2 separate regions of the Mus musculus genome follow, and region 2 is linked to region 1. A link is a contact called in public capture Hi-C data. All regions are on one chromosome and are shown on one strand. The core of a region is the stretch at or near the end of the contact, and the rest is flanking DNA. Distances in the headings are between cores, read along the strand shown.

What was found. Capture Hi-C pulls out chosen DNA fragments and counts their contacts.
Region 2: a contact with region 1 is called in a capture Hi-C map of embryonic tail, with 7 times the contacts expected there. The contact joins the promoter of Gprin2 here to the promoter of Npy4r in region 1. A contact is called at or near these places in 22 of 39 promoter capture datasets (the 3T3-L1 cell line, 3T3-L1-derived adipocytes, the HPC-7 cell line and 14 more), 4 of 484 Hi-C or Micro-C datasets (embryonic stem cells and nephron progenitors), 4 of 115 datasets of contacts at active chromatin or transcription factors (craniofacial prominence, embryonic midbrain, embryonic stem cells and 1 more) and 5 of 9 other capture datasets (adipose tissue, embryonic tail, embryonic trunk and 2 more).

The regions. Positions count from the first base shown.
Region 1 is chr14:34,150,055-34,154,208 of GRCm38.p6, reverse strand. Npy4r (neuropeptide Y receptor Y4) reads left to right here and starts at 1,790. Exons shown (of 2, transcript NM_008919.4): 1 at 1,790-1,949.
Region 2 is chr14:34,199,592-34,203,587 of GRCm38.p6, reverse strand. Gprin2 (G protein regulated inducer of neurite outgrowth 2) reads left to right here and starts at 1,955. Exons shown (of 2, transcript NM_183209.2): 1 at 1,955-2,178.

The sequences.
Region 1 (4,154 bases), core at 541-3,040:
GTTAGAGTAAGTGTGAGCACTGCAGCCGGCCCAGGAGTGGTGCTTGCTTCCCTTCCCGCTAGCTCCTTTGTTAGTCTCCAGCCCATGGGTGCTCAGGCCTTTGAAACTGGTAGTGGCTCTCATGTGTTCTTGTGGAAGCTGGCTTCCAAAGGCTCTACAGGCAGCCAGGCCCTTCATAAGTGCCCTGGGACGGTGACAGTGACCGTGATGGTGTCTGAGTTCCTGCATACGCACAGGAGCTAGTGTTCATGGTTCTCTCTGTTGGAGCTGAGTGGCTTCTAAATGGCCAGTGATTTCAGATGTTCTCCTCCCAGGAGCTACCATTATAATCAGGTCCTGTAAAATAAATTTCTTCCTCTGTCAGAGTTGCCTCCATTTGTGTACCTATGGGAGGCCTGGATGGTGACAGACACAAGAAGATACAGAGTGAGGAGACAAGGGTATCGTCCAGCCATCCCATTCGATTGTGCGCAGAGCTGGAGGCTTGTGGGAGTGCATTATGCAGTCGGGCCATGGAAGGTGGCCTGAAGGAGAAGCAGCATATTGCAGCCTGTCCACCTGGGATGAGAGTGGTCCCTAAGGAAGAGGTAAGAGGCACAAACCACAGCCAGTGAGCAGAAGCCTGAAGGCGTAGCAGGGTTTATGCCCCAAATCTGGCTGCTTCTGGGCGGAGCGACTTTAGGCTCAGCTGTGGTCCTGTTGCTTCACCAGGGAGGCAGGGATGAGGATACCCAGCTCTCAGAGCAGCTGTGATGAATAAATAGGGTAATTTCTGTGCAGTTTTAGGTACACCTCTGAAGGACCACTGGCCACAGTGCTAGGAACCATTTCCACTGGGATCCACCTAAGAGTTCCTGTGTGTGGATGATCCTGTTACCCCAGGAGGTCCACTAAGCTCAGATGAGTTTACCACACGGCCTCTTTGGGGGAGGGGTTGCCTTAGTGTATTAGAAGCAATAACCTGGCTCCATCATCGAATCCATTGCTGCAACCCTGCCTGTCTGTTCAGGATTGTCTTGATTGTTTTTCTGGAAGCCCACCCACCTCTTTCCCTCTGGCCACATTGCCCTAATAACCCCCCCAGCCCTGCCTCAGGCCTTGCTGTGTCCTCTCTTTGGGTCACCATCTAAAGAGGACACAGGTCAGCTTGCTCTCTGGAGCTTAACTCATTCCTTTTCTGTGCTTAACTCTTTTCTGCTTCTCCAGGCCTCAGAGCTCTGAATTGATGATATGACATCGGAACCAGATCTTGTGTCATTCAGCTCTGTGTGTACAGTCAGACAAAAAGGCTCACAGTTCATGTTGGGCTGAATAGGTAGAATGAGTTTATGAAAGGTGTCTGGTGTCTATCCATCATCCCTGGATTTCTCCCGAGGATTTCACCATGTTCTTGGAACCCAGAGACTCTAGCTTCTGCCTCCCAGGTTCTGTCTGGGATTAAAATGCAACCACTCCCCACTGTAGGAAAGTACATTTTAAGTCCATTCCGTGGTTGAGGAAACAGGTTGAGAGAGAGGAGGAGGAAGCGTGCGCTAGAGCGTATACATGCAGTGTAGTTTGCCTGCAAGTGGCAGGCTGACTTGTGTGTCTGACTCTAGGGCTGCCAGCACCTCGCCTCCTGGGGGCTGGCTGTGGGTGCGGCTCCCAAAGTGGGCGGTGCTAGAGTTTTGTGGGCGGGTGTGGACTCCCGGCACAGGCAAGGACCAGCGGTGTGGCTGGGGCTGAGGAACAGATCTAGTGCAGAGTCAGTATTCGCCCCAGCGGGATTCAGCAAGAGGTCAAGGTACCCATCTTCCAGGACGCTGAGGGCGCTGCTTGGCTGAGGCCCCTGCAGCAGGGCGCCCGGAGGGCTTCCTAGCCAGGACTTGGTGTCACATCTACAGACAGTAGACCAGGGCTTGGTGCTCCAGTCTCCTCACCTGGGACGTGGTGGTCTGGTACCTCGCCAGGTGAGTGCATCTGAGGAAGTAAGCTGTCTATCTGAAGTGTCAAAGTGTGTGCAGGCAGGCATTCAGAACTGGCGGCTGGTTGTGGGGATTTAGGAGAGGATCATCTGCCAGCAGCTGTCCATCCTAGGGTGATTGACACATCGTGTTCATTGTTTTTCCTTTGATTAGGAAAGGGAACAGAGGAACTTTGGGGCCAGTGGTGCCGGTGGGGGTGGGATTGGTGCTGCACACTTGTGTCCACGGTTCAAAATGAAGTCCAGACAGGGTTTTACTGACTTTGCATGGTGTACGCCCCTTCAACCCAGGGCTATCACCTCCTGTCAGTTCCTAGGGGACTTGATGGCAGCAACGCTGGAATGTGAATGTGGTCACCAGGAGGAGAGAGTCAAGTCAACACTTCTCCAGACCTAGGGCTGAAGAGGCAGGCCATTTCATTGTCGGGCTTTCTGAGTGGTCTTGTGGGACAGGCCAGTGAACTGTCCAACAGAGGATTGAGGGCTTCAGGGACACCCTTTCACGTGTCTGAACCACATCCCAGCATCCTTAGAGGCTCCTCTGGGACCTGGCTTCATAGAGGAGTAGTAAGTGGGGTTTTGTCAATGGATGAGGGGTATATTTAACTGTCTTTAACATCTCCTGGCCACTTGTGCATCAGCGTTGGCACTAACTCACTTCTCTTTCTTCTTTCCAAAAATCTGTGTTTGGCAGGAGGGGTGCCAGGTTGACCAGGGATCCAGTTCTGCTTCCTACAGCTGTAACCTTGGCCAGGGCCTCTCATCTCACTACCTCTCCTCCTTAAGATGGAACCAATGGCGCTGGACCGGTGGCTCAGTGGTTAAGGGCACTGGTGGCTCTTCCTAAGGACCTGGATTTGATTTCTGGCACCCACATAGCAGCTTGCAACCATTTGTAACTCCAGTTCCAGGAGATATCAGTCTCTCTTTCTGGTGTATCTCAGCACCAGACATGCATGTGGTATGCAAATATACATGCAGGCAGAACACGCCTACATATAAAATAAAAACGAAAGTTTAACTGGAGCTAGCGTTAGATGGGACCACGCGAATTTGCCATCTTTACAGCTCAACTACTGATCAAGCCATAGGGCTCAGCCCACTAATGCCTTCCTGGTGGGACTGTGGCATAGCTTATAGTTTAGTAGGATGGCCAATGAAAACCAATTGTATCTTCTACCCTGTGTCTCCTAGGAAACACGAACTCTCAGGGTAAGGTAAGGCCTTGTCTTCTTGAGGAAAGGCATCTGCAGCCTGTCTTCCAAAATTCCTCCCAAACACTCTACTCTGATCCTCCTACTTCAGTGGGCTCAGCTCCTCTCCAAGCCAGGCATCCCCTAGGTTGTCCACGGGAGTCTGCTCATAGCAGTGACGTTTGGATGTTTGTTGCCACAGCCTTTTCTGTGTCTATCTGGAGCCTCATCTTTGGGCGGATGGTGGAGGAAGCACATGGGGTCCATTTTGAATGATCCTGAGCTAATCACTGGCTGTGCATAGGGTTGATCCTCAGCTCTGAGACAGGAAGTATGGGAGTTTGATCCTTTCCAGCCATGGGGCCAGAGGAGTCCTGCCTTACAAGTGGGCTCTGAGCAGGGCAGGGCTTGAGGGTACCACATGCGAGCTGTGTGAGACCAGGTGCTGGAGAAGGATCAGAGTGGCAATGGGTCCTGGTGTGTGCCATACTTTTCTGGATTAGCACCAGGCAGCTGCAGTCAGGTAGACCCCGGGCATGGGCTCCTGATGGGAGGTGAGGTCCCTTAGGCTGGAGTTGTTGGGGTGAATGGGAAGGGGATTTATATTTGACGGACGCCTATGATGAGCCAGTTTGGCTTTGGGGACCCCGACCTGCCAGGAGGTTGCAAAGAAAGCTCATGAATGGGACTTTTCCCAGTCACCAATTATATCATTTACCCAAATGAGACAGATGCTGATCTGAAAGATGTCTAAGGGACAGAAGGTCTGTGATCCACTTTCCTACTCTCCCGGGTTCCTTCGTCATCCCTTGCCCTAAGTCTGAGCCCGACGGCCCCTCAGCACATTGCCACTCACTGTCTCTCCCTTATATTGCCGAGGAACCTGGGGCTTAGACAATCTTAGTGACTCTCAAAGCTGCTGGGCTGCTTGGTGATGGGTGGCAGAGCCGTTATTTAAACCCAGGACAAGTGAATAAGAATAGCCTGGCCGGCTTAGG
Region 2 (3,996 bases), core at 706-3,205, 49 kb before region 1:
TGTTATCTAAGTTCCTCCTATCCCAGGCTCTCCCTGAGTCACTACTATAGCCAGGAGAGCCTCTTGCCAAGTCATAGGACCAGTTTGCCAAGAGGTCATAGCCAAGTGCTGTTCAGAGGTCCTGGTGCCATGGTCCCGTCAGATCACGCCTGTGTGTATCCAGTAGGGCAGACATCCATTGACATCTAATCCTGAGTAGGCTTCCTTGGCACATACATGGCAAAGTTCTGTTCAGGATGCCCTGGAAGCTAGGAGCTATGGGCTTGGGCTCTGAGTCTCCTCTCAGTGTAGTCACATTTACCTCATCCCTTCTTGGGATGTAAGTGACTTCTGTGGGAAGGGACTATGAGGATGAGAAGAGTGGCAATTTCTGGGAGGGACAGGAGTTGGTTAGTGTCCCTGGTGCAGAAATCTTCTATAGACTCTTTGGACAGGATCCTTCAGGCCGGCTGTGAGTAGCAAGGAAGCAAGAACCCTCGGCCCCTACTTGTATACCCAGTAAGCGCTGCAGCGAGCTGCACCGTGGCTGGTTAGACCCAACTAGTGTAGCTCGGGCTCCATCTTAAAGCCTGGACACCTGTGGCTGTAGAAGCAGAGCTTCCACAGGCCTGTGCAGCCCTGTCAGGGTGCTTAGCTCTTCCAGGATGGCTGTTTTCCCAAACTGGAGAGAATGCTTTGAGGACCTGCTGGGAAGGGGTGACTGGAGGAAATCTAGGACTTTCTGAGAAGATAGTGAAGCCATCCATAACTAGGAGAGAGACAAAGATGGTGTTGGTTCCCCATAACTGCATGGGAAGAGTGTAAACAACCCTAGGCAAGTTGGGGCTCCAGGGCTGCTGTCAACAAAGGAGTGTGACACTGGGACTTAGTTCTCTGAGATGGGGACTCAGAAGAAGCCCAGTCTCCTCTTACCCTGTGGCCCTGGGTACCTGGGGACTCCTTGATGGTGGACTGGGTCTGGTCAGATCTAGGTGGGGTAGCTTCCTGTCCTGTGTGTCTGGGGATGCTGGAGCAAAGCTAATAGGGATCCTAGACTTTCCATGGGATCAGGCAACCCAGAATCGGTAGAGCTTTTAGGAAGGGACACAGTGGGATCTAGGGAGGAAATATCAGAACTGCAGGGAATTACAGGAAAATAGTTGAGGCTCCAGTGAGGTCTCTCCCCACTGGGAGTCACTGTGCATGTCAGCTCTTTGCATCCCTGAGGTAGGCTGCGAAACCATCCTAGCGTGGGATTGGGTCAGAGGGCAAGGGTGGAAATGGTCCTGGAAGTGGATAGACTGACAGGTTATCAAGAATGTAGACCTTGAAGGACATGGCTGAGGGTGTGACTTTGGGACTATGAAGCTGGGCAGGTACTCCTTAAGGACCACACTGCAATTGTAAACCTCAAGAACTGGATCAAGCTTGGATTTCTCCCTGAGGTGAGTCTAGAGCTGAGAGCATGCTGTTGGATCCAGCAGGCCTGAAGACTCCCTAACAGGCAAGGCCTCTAGAGAGCAAGACCTGGGGAAAGGTCTCAAGAGGTGGGTGGGAGGCCCAAGAATTGTGAGAGGTGGGGCAGGAAGATAAAGGACATGGGGGGGGGGCGGGGCCACAGGGAATGTCAATGGATTCTGGTGTCAGAGCAAGGGATTGAAAATCTCTAAGGATGTGAATTTGGGACCTGGAGGATTTGCCGGAGCTAGCCACGCAAGGCAAGGTGGGGCACGGAGGGACTGGGGCAGGACGATGGCGCCCTTTAGGGGTGGGAGATTGGAACACAGCGGCCGGCTCTGTCGGGAAGGTTGCACAAAATGGATGAGCCCAGTGAGAAAACAGCCTTGCTGGGGGGGGGGGGGGCGGGGGGGAAGGGTCAGGAAGGGGGGATGGGCAGTCTTGGGGGCGGAGCCTAAGGGAATGACATGGGCGGAGCCGAGGCAGGGGGCGGGGCCGGGACGCTGAGCCGTGAAGAGGCGGGGCGCGCCTAGGTGAGTGAGTCGCCCCCCTCAAACCCCCAGCACCCCTGCTCCGGGTACCGGTGACAGCTTCCCCTTCTGGCCCTTGGCAGCGCAGGCTCCGCGGCCGGCTGCACCACGGCGGGGCTAGACCCAGTGCGGCTCCATCTTGGCGACGGGCACCTGTGGCGGCCGCAGGAGCAGCGCTTCCGCCGGCCTTTGCGGCCCTGGAGGCGACAGGGTGAGAGGCTGGCTCAACACGAGCCGTGGTGGGTGCTGGGGTGGTGTGGGCGGCGCCCCCCTTCCTGAACCCCCGAACCCCTTCCTCACCGCTGTCTGCGCCGCATTCCTCCGCACGGTTGCCTCCCCCTTGCCCTCTCCGGTTCTCTTTTCCACGTTCCCTTTGCCCAGTCTCCGGGTTTTGTTTTTGTTTTTCCTCTGCCCCGGACCGGAGCCCATCGGCCTCCACCCCGCCTTCCTTTGCTTCTTCCCTCCCGGGTTCTCCTCTCTTCCATCCGCATCCCCCACCCTGTCCTCTGTTGCCAGCGCCCCGCCCTCTTCTGCTCAGGAGCATCCCTACCAGCGAGCTCACTGCCCCATATCCTTTGAGTCTTTGTCCTGGAAAGGTCTGTAGCCTAGATCCGAGACTTGGGTTGTGTACTTCTCCCTAAGACCACTGTGGGCTTTGCTCTGGAGATTCGGGGAAGGGAGCCCTGGCCAGGGAGGCTGCGTGGTGTGTGGTGCGTTCAGGCCTTTGACCGCAGCAGGGGCGGCCTGTGTTTGGCATGCGGAGTGCTGCTGTGAATGAACGTTCTTTCCTGCAGGTTCACACTGTAAACCCGCCTGTGCCATGGCCACAGTGAGGCGTGTGTCCATGCTGGGGCACTGTGCTGGGGAGTGCAGGTACAATCTTAGTGGCCTCCTGCAGTTGCAGTTGACCCTGAGACACATTCAGCCCACTGTTAGCACCTGAGTGAGCAAACCCTCACAGGTTTCAGGCCCTGGGACTCTTAGGCGTTCTGGGACTCTTAGGGGTTTCTCTATGGTGAGCAGGGTGGCGTCTTGGAGCTTGTTTTCTCATGCATACCCCTTTCCTGGCATTTCTCTGCCTTTAGGTTCTATGCCATCTCGATAAGGTTAGAGGCTACGAGGGACTGATTTTATTCTTGGAGCTGCCCCACCCACCTTAAGGGATGTCTCTTGCTGCGTTCTCCATTCGGCTTGTGTTCCTGTTAGGCCGTTTATTTGCACGCTGGCATGATCAAACCACTAGTTGTAGGTGGCCACACCCCTCTCTACAAGGGATTTGAGGTATCTGTAGGGGCTATCCCTACCTGGGCCTTTCAACTTCCTTATGTTAACTCTGTGAGCAGTCCTGATTCTCCTCTCACACCCTGCTCCCTCCTTTGTCGACTTGCTTGCCTTTTTGTGGCTTTCTGGACACAGAGGTTGTCATCTAAGCGCCTGCTGCTTGCATGAATGACTTAGTGTGGTCTGAGATAGGCCCTTTAGAAGCCTTCCCCAGTCCACCCCTAAGGTATAGGCTTCTCAGCTGGGGAGAGAATCAGAATTTCTAACCAAGTGGAGCCCACGGACTCAGGCTTGGGCTAGTCTGGAAGTTTCTGAAAAACTGGGGGGAGGGGGGTGTTTCTTCAAAATGGCATTGATAGTTGCTGCATGTGAGGGTGGTTGACTCTAGTTGTTGACAGTAGAACCCGAGGACAGTGACCACACGATGTCATCCACAGCTGTCACAGCGTTTGCATTAGACGCGGTGGGAGAAAGGACATTAAGGTATTACTCAACACTAGTGCTCTTGGATACCTCTGTGTGTCTGCCTTTTGTGTGGGGCTAAAACGCCTTCCCAGGAGAGAGTGTGTGGGTATGTGCATGTGAGTAGGAGTGTTTGATCCTTTGCAACTGAAGCTGCAGAGAGCTGAGAGCCGACCAATGTGAGTGTGTGTGCGTGAGCCGTATGTGTCCCTAACCACTGAGCTCTCTCTCTCTCTAGCCCCATCCCAGGATCTCTTTTGGGTAAAACTGGAACCTGCCCATGACT